2 separate regions of the Sus scrofa genome follow, and region 2 is linked to region 1. Evidence: chromatin contacts called from public HiChIP or PLAC-seq data. All regions are on one chromosome and are shown on one strand. Each heading gives the region's core, a stretch centred on a gene start, on an enhancer-like site or on the middle of the called end of the contact. The rest is flanking DNA. Distances are from core to core; before and after follow the strand shown.

What was found. HiChIP or PLAC-seq counts read pairs in DNA pulled down with a chosen protein or histone mark.
Region 2: a contact with region 1 is called in an H3K27ac HiChIP or PLAC-seq map of alveolar macrophages. The contact joins the promoter of RNASEL here to the enhancer-like site in region 1. A contact is called at or near these places in 1 of 5 promoter capture datasets (liver), 17 of 47 Hi-C or Micro-C datasets (alveolar macrophages, embryonic fibroblasts, epiblast stem cells and 8 more) and 2 of 2 datasets of contacts at active chromatin or transcription factors (alveolar macrophages and skeletal muscle).

Annotation. Positions count from the first base shown.
Region 1 is chr9:123,809,118-123,813,210 of Sscrofa11.1, reverse strand. The region is part of intron 1 of RGSL1 (regulator of G-protein signaling protein-like); the gene reads right to left. Among named protein-coding and RNA genes, the nearest start is that of TEDDM1, 38 kb to the right of the region's middle. Within about 2 kb of position 1,745, at least 4 of the 83 cell types and tissues checked have an H3K27ac peak or open chromatin away from gene starts, as enhancers often do. A contact at or near this core is called in alveolar macrophages, where this site is marked.
Region 2 is chr9:123,907,971-123,912,063 of Sscrofa11.1, reverse strand. It overlaps RNASEL (ribonuclease L), which reads left to right and starts at 1,678. Exons shown (of 7, transcript NM_001097512.1): 1 at 1,678-1,716. All of the region lies in intron 2 of LOC110255523 (a long non-coding RNA gene), which reads right to left.

The DNA.
Region 1 (4,093 bases), core at 496-2,995:
CAAGAATCGAACCTGTGCCACAGAACAGTGACCCAAGCCACTGCAGTGACAATGCCAGATCCTTAACCCACTGTACCAAAGAGAATTCCTTAAATCATATTTTCAATTATGATATGAAATGTCTAAGGAATTTTAATTAACAAAATGGGAAAACAGTCTCTGTTTAGTAAATTTTGGTTTGTCAAATTTCATTGAAAAATAATGAGCAAATGAAAGCAATTATAAATAAAATTATGCATAAGTAATTCTATATGCCAAGTTTAAAAGCTTAATATTAATTGATTAAATGTGTACAATACTTATTGGATAGTGACTGCAATATAAGCAACTGCAAACATTTTGTTCCATATTTATTCATGTCCACACATCTAAGTTTAACAGGAAACAGACTTTCATTATGTTTACTAGATGCTTATGTATTTTTCTACCCTCTTCTTCATCCTTCATTTCTTTAAAATCGATACCTCAGTATAAATGGAGGGCCAGTGCCCCTTTCCCAGCCTATGGAAAGATAGTGCCCTCTGGTGGATTGTGGTAAAGATTACACCTTTCACTCCAAAATTCTACTTGTTTTTTTATTTTTGTTTTTTTCCCAGATTTATTTTCAACTGATTTTACATTCCAATGTGATTAGGGTTATTGTCAGAGTGCTCATACCTACTGGGATATGAAGAATACAGAAAGTTCTTTATCACCTAAACGGCAGGCCTGTCTAGTCCACTATTGTTATCTAGCCTCAGTATTAATCCTTTGTGGCTTTGAAGGTGCCTGCTACTATTTATTATTTTACCTCAAAGATACATCTTGTGATGAAGTTCCCTAGTGACCTATTGGGTTAAGGATCCATCCTTGTCACCACTGTGGCTGGAGTCACTGCAGGGGCACAGGTTTGATTCCTGGACTGGGAACTTCCGCACACCATGGGCATGGCCAAAAAAAAAAAAAAAAAAAAAAAAAAAAGGTACATGTTGTAAGACATAATATTTGGAGGCATTCATTTACTACGAGAGATGAGCTCATTAGTATCTCACGGGACCTCACAGGTACTCAGAAATGAGACAGATCTATCAAAAATTGTCTTTGGTATCTCTTCAACTTTTACCTTCCTAGAGAGATAATGCCTTGAAACAGTAATATTTGGGGTTTGCTTTTCTGCCCTTGTATGTAACTTTTTTTCCTAATTAGTAAAAGATATTGCTTCAGTGGGAGTTCCTGTTGTGGTGAAGCAGAAACAAATCAAACTAGTGTCCATGAGAATGCAGGTTTGATCCGTGGCCTAGCTCAGTGGGTTGGGGATCCGGCGTTGCCCTGAGCTGTGGTGTAGGTCACAGACATGGCTCAGATCCCGAGTTGCTGTGGCTGTGGTGTGGGCTGGCAGCTGTAGCTCCGATTCGACCCCTAGCCTGGGAACTTCCATATGCCATGGGTGTGGCTCTAAAAAGCAAAAAAAAAAAAAAAAAAAATCTATATATATATATAGAGAGAGATAGATAGATAGATAGATACACATTGCCTCAGAATGAGGTCAGATTGTACTAGCGAAGAAAAATCAATTATTAGATTAAAAAATTCAAAATATGCTTTTAATATGAAAAAGAGGAGGCCTGAGTAAAGTAGAAAACAGTTTTGCTGAATCACTAGAACAGACTGAAGAGGAAAAACAGATTCTCTATCACCCCCACCTCAGGGCACCAGAGGAGTTTCAACTAGGCCACAGGAAGGAAGAGCTGCAAGGCTGGGCGTGGCCTGCAAAGACACCCAAGGTTCCGGGCAAGAAACAACACGATGGGACCCAGAGGTGACAACCAGGAACAGGGCAGAACCTCCAGGGGAAACATGGACCTCCACGGTCACTGGGAGCAAGGAGAAGCCCTGGCGCTGAACCAGTGCCAGAGGAGGACTGTGTTTCCATGCTGGGGACCACAGCTCATCTCCTGTAGAGAGCAACATCGCTACTTAACCGTCTCACTAGTGCAAGGTGCAGGGCTCCTGTGGAGAGCTGCCACCTCGTCACACACTGGACGTCCCACACGTGCATTCTATCCCAAATTCTGAGACACTGCTGGGTCCCTGTAAACAACACTGGGAAGCACCTCCCTCCTTTACGATACTCAGAATGTTCACAAGCCCCCAAAGCCAGAGAGTAGAGGCCCTTAATCGCCAGAAAACAATTTACCCTGGCTACACCTTAACTTTGGAACAAGAAAATTAACAAGGAAGAATAGGGCCATAACCAAAGGAAAAGGGCAAAGGGGGAAACTGGAAGGATATTCTCTAGAATCCCTGCCTCACCCTTACTCCATCCTAAACACAGATAGATATTTTAGCCATGTCCAGAAGTGAGGAAAGCTTGCCAGCTTCTCCATACTCTGGGATGACAGGGAGAAAAGCAGAAGGAGTGGCATAAACACATTCTTTTGTAGGTCCCCAATAATACTCCCAAGAATTTCACTGCCCTTGACACCCAGCTACAGCATTATGTGACAGGACTAAATGTCTGGCTACCTGAAGCCAGTTTCTTAAGAGTTTTGAGTTTTAGGTGACCATTCAGAACCTACTTCATAGAATAGTTGTGGGATCAGAAAGAAAAGTGTGCAGAATAAACAAGCCACTGGATTTTATTTTGTATGAGAACCAGAAAGCCGTGGGTCTTACTTGGACATTGGTTGAAGTGTGTACAGAGCAAGGGGTTGATCTGTCCAGGTAGAAGAAACTGACAGGCTCTACACTTGGGGAGACGGGGATAGAGAAGTTCTGGAAGCAGAGGAATACTTTTGAGACCTCACTCTGTGCAGACTGCTGCTCTGTTCTACTAGACCCTGCAGAAGAAATGGCCTTTGAGGATGGTGGTGATGGTTTCACCATATATTTATGCCACACTCATCACAATGTATACATTAAATACTTCCAGGTTTTTTTTAATATTAAGTATACCTCAACAAAGCTTAAAAACCTACCCACCTTTCTGTTTGATAAACCATAAGGTAATCAAAAGAAGGACCTCAACAACAGTTCTAGGAGTGCTAGATGGTCAAAATAACAGTTAAGACTTAGTGTGAGTATGGACGTGATTCAGAAAGAGAAAGGATGAGGAGGTGGTTATCACGATGGGTAAATCACTATGCTGTACCAAAGACTGTAAATCACTACGATGGACTAAACATCAGCGACTAGTGGTAGGTATTCTACATGGTGGGCGAGGGATATTTATAAAGATCCAGAGGCAGGATATAGTACGTTTATTTTCACATTCTACAGGGTAGGGGGTGGGGCATGAGGTGTGCAGAGAAGCAGCGAGAACAGATCTGAAGAGAGGTGGTGGTAGGGAGAATCCTTGGGGAGCTGAAAGTGAAGGTCACAGTCACACGCCTCCTGTATTTCACTTGCCTTCTCCCTGCACACTGCCCAGAAAATGGGACTAAAGAAAGCCGAAAGGGGAGAGAGAGGCATACTGGTCCCCGGGGAGTCTGTTGTCTCAGGTGGCACCTCTGGAGGAAGGACACCTGCTCTTCCTCTCTGACGGCTCTTCTTTCCCCAACTTCTCTTCCAGGTGTTCCAGAAGGCACAGGTGACAGGAACCATTCTGGGCTCACCTGGTTCAGGCATCAACGAATGTAGCAATACCACAGAAAGGAGAAGCCATAGATCCAGATCATCACAATGACGAGGGAAGCCACGTGCCAGCAGAAGAAGGTGGTGACAAATATCATATCGTTTTTGTCATCATCCATCCATTTATGGCCGGAGATTGGTCTGAATAGCATAAAGCCGATCTGAATCAGCCAAGAGCCTGTAATCATATACAAAAAGGCCTTCAGTACCCAGAGCTGCAGCATGTTGGGAGCCCACAGCTCTGCAATCACCACCAGCAGCAGCAGGAACAAGGCCTGGATGAGCAGGATGTGACACAGCAGCTCCACGCCTTCTGAGTCCTGCAAGTGAGACACCATCAGGGGCAGAATCAGAAACATGCCCAGAGCTTGGGCGCCTTGCTCCAGAGCAGGTGACCTCTGGGGCAGCAGGTTCTGGCTCACCACATCTACACACCCACTCAGGAAGAAGGTCATGTAGAAAGTGAGGTGCTGCCACTGTT
Region 2 (4,093 bases), core at 429-2,928, 99 kb before region 1:
TTTTCAATTGGGGGTTGGGGGCTGAGAAGGAACATATCCTCCTCAAAAGAACTCCTGAAAATCCAGCAAACCCTCACTTCCTCAAGTGAAGCCTTCCCAGACGTCCACTGCAGAGAATTAATCTCTGCCACTTCCGTGATTCTGGGACACCATTCTTACCTTGATTGCCTCACGTGCGAACTGGAAGCACTACTTCTCTCTCCACAGCGCTTTTTCTTTCCCTAAACCGCTCTCTTTCAAGATCAGGAGCCGTATTATCTGATAAGATGGGACAGAACAGACCACAGTAAAGCGATTCAGAGCAGGAGCTGTGGAGCAGGAATATTGGGGTTGGACTCCTGGCTCACTCGCTGTATGGCCTTGGGAAGTTAATAAGCCTCTCCAAGGCTTGGGTCCCTCATCTGTAAATGAGGACAATAAGAATGCACCCTGCCTAGGGAACAGGGGATGAAATAAAAGTGTTTAGCACCACACTAACGTCCCATGAATATTATCTATTCTTATGATCTGATTCCAGGTACTTAGCACAGGGCCTTGGACTCAGGAGGCATCAGTCGATAACTATTTGACTTTTTGAAAACAATGGAAGAGTCGTGATTCAAAGCCAGGATTCCAGGTCTACTTTTTCAGGTATAGTACAGATGTTTCCATGCTATATTTCATCTGATGTAAGATGCACTCCAGAATTCCAGATAAGAAAGCAGAAGGTCAAGCCATTAATTCAGGCCAGCTGGTGCTATTTCTGAATCAGTGCTGTTGCTTCCTTGTGGCACTGAAAGGCTCTGGCCCATCCTCACCCTCTGCTGCCCCCCTGTGGCTACATCAGGTCAGGCTCCCAAATCCTTTAAACTCGCCTGGTTATTCAAATTGCTTTATGAGGAAAAGAAAGGTTTAAAACGTAAATAATTGAGGAAGGAGCCAAAGGGTGAGAGATGTAAGTTAGTCAGGTGCTAGACAGTGGAGTTTGAATCTTCATTATTTATAAAATAGTTCCCTTCACTGCAAATCCTCATCCTGGTATTTCCAACCCTCCTTATTAATTACTACTAATTATTCTCTGCAGCATTTTCACCACAAAGCATATTATATATACTTATGTTGTCTGGCTTCTCCCATAAGAATGAGGGTGGGCATTTTCCTCTATGCTGTCCAGTGATGCAGCCCGAATCTCTAGAACAAGGGAAGTTAATCATTTCGTGCCTCAGTTTCCTCATCTGTACAATGGGGTCAAAAATAGTAGCTACCTCATAAGGATTAGATTTTGTGATTTAATATATATAAAGGGCTCAGAACAGTTACTTGAGCACACGCAAGAGCTATGTAAATGTCTGCTACCATCACCATCATCGTCATCATTCTTCTTTTCCGGTAGCAGGTACTATTCACTCCTTCAAAAAGACAGGGATTTGGGAAAACATGGTTGGGATGGAGCTGGATGCTGGGACCTGAAAGGCTCAAGGCTGAGCAGCAGGATCCTGGACGTCAAGTCAGCGCCCAGCTGCCAGGGAAGAGCCATCCCTTTCCTCTAGGGGGTTTAAAGGTGCCACCACCTCTGCCTGGGTGTGGGCATGTGCAGTGTGCCCTCCCTCCTCCTTCCACATTTTTTTGGCCCCGCCCACTGGCTCAGGGACTTCCTCAGGAGGCGCTGTTTGCCCGCTGGCAAGAGGATTTGACGATGAAGTGCTGCCAGAGGGAGGAGGCGGCTGCATTTAAAAGGTAAGGTGCGCAGAAGGAAGAGAGCCGGAAAAGCCTGAGAAGGTGTTTTCTTTGAACGATTCCCGAGGGTGGGCTGGGCGGAAGGAAGGACACACAGCTCCGGAGGACCTGCACCCCCGGGAGCATTCCAGGGTTTCTGTCACTATCCACACAGTCTTCTTTCAAGTGGGCTTGGTTTGTCGGGCATCTCTGGTACTTGGAGAAAATGAAAGTGAAATCGAGACTCTCCCCTTGCAGCCCTTTCGCTGAGCTGTTTCTGTTCTCTGCTCTCGCTTTCTTTGAGTTTCTTCCTCCTCTGCTCCTTTACTTACTCCAGCCCACCTCAACACCCATCCTCACCAGAACTGTCTACACAAGCAGAGGTGTCACTGCCGGGTGTTTGTGCTTACGCTGCCCATCCGATCGATCGGCTCTCCCAGGTGGGAGTTTTGAGAATGTCAGAGGGGTGAGATGGCTGAAAAGTGGTGGCCTTGTGAATTTTGTAGCCGATGCAGTTCGCTAAATATGTAAGTAACAGTTTGCTGCTGTCTGATATTTGAACTGGTTCTAAATTGCTCTGATGTGACTGAGGGCAGCTGGACTAAAAACAAACACCCCAGATTCCTATTTGTGTAGCAGGTATATGCACATGGGTGGGGAGGGTGGATTTATTAACCTTTTTATAAGGGGACATCATTAGCTCTACCATTTATCGGATGCCTAATATTTCCCCCTCCCTACTTTAATACACTTTCTAGGGGGGACTTTATTTATCGTTGCCACATTTGAGGAAACAGAAAATTGAGACTCAATAATCTAAGGTTATACAATTAGGAAGTAAGAGTCTAGTAGTCAGACAACCAGGGGCTCAAATGTAGATCTTGCTGAGGTCAGAGCCTAGCTCTTTCCCCTACCCTGCATGACTTAATTTTTTTCAGCCACACCTGCAGCTGTGCAAGTTCTCAGGCCAGGGACTGAACCTGCACCACAGCAGTAACAACACCGAATCCTTAACTGCCGGGCCACTAGGGAACTCCTATCCTATACTACCTTAAAATAGGAAAGCACATCCGCAGAGAGTCAGAGACACACCGAGCAATGGCAACCAGAAATGCAAATTGACAGAAGACACATTTTGTCTCATTAAATGAGGGTTCTGGTGTTTTCAAGAGGCCATCTATTTCTTCTTTTTTTTTTTTTTTTTTTTTTTTTTTTTTTGTCTTTTTTTGCTATTTCTTGGGCTGCTCCCGCGGCATATGGAGGTTCCCAGGCTAGGGGTTGAATCGGAGCTGCAGCCACCGGTCTACACCAGAGCCACAGCAACACTGGATCCGAGCCGCGTCTGCAACCTACACCACAGCTCACGACAACGCCGAATCCTTAACCCACTGAGCAAGGGCAGGGACCGAACCCGAAACCTCATGGTTCCTAGTTGGATTCGTTAACCACTGCGCCACGACGGGAACTCCCAAGAGGCCATCTGTTTCTGATAAGAGTATGTTTATATGGCATTGGAAAAAAAATCAGTAATACAGGCTGAGAATCCTAAAAACAATCACAGCCTTTGACCATTCAGTTCTTTGAAATCTATCACAAGAAATCTCTTGGAGTTCCCATCGTGGCGCAGTGGTTAACGAATCCGACTAAGAACCATGAGGTTGCGGGTTCGATCCCTGCCCTTGCTCAGTGGGTTAACGATCCGGCGTTGCCGTGAGCTGTGGTGTAGGTTGCAGACGCGGCTCGGATCCCGCGTTGCTGTGGCTCTGGCGTAGGCCGGTGGCTACAGCTCCGATTCAACCCCTAGCCTGGGAACCTCCATATGCCACGGGAGCGGCCCAAGAAATAGCAACAACAACAACAACAACAACAAAAAGACAAAAAAAAAAAAAAAAAAAAAAAGAAATCTCTTACAAGCTCTGTCATAAGAAAGCAAACTAAAATAAGCTGCTTGCTGCCACATTATTTAGAATTGTGAAGATGTTCTCATTTTAAAACTCTTGTCTAAAAGTTACTTGAAAAATCTGCTCGGTAATAGGGAACTGCAACAACTCTCTGATGGCATATTGCACAGCCATGAAATGTTTTAAAACACTTTGTAATAACATAGGTCATTTATAGTGAAGCATTAAATGAAAGGGAAGAGGATGCAAAGTTATTTACCTAGCAGGAGCCCAACTATTTTTAAAAAATCTATGGAGCTATACTAAAATATTAACAATGCCTGTTTCTGGGCAGTGGTACCATAGAATAATAATTTTCTTATTTATAATTTGTATATATTTATGATATCCTGTAATCAAAGTTTCTATAATAACTGAGTAGATATATTTTGAAAAGGTTGCTAATAAAATTAATTTTTCTGAGAATTTCCTTGGTGGCACAGCAGGTTAAGGATCCT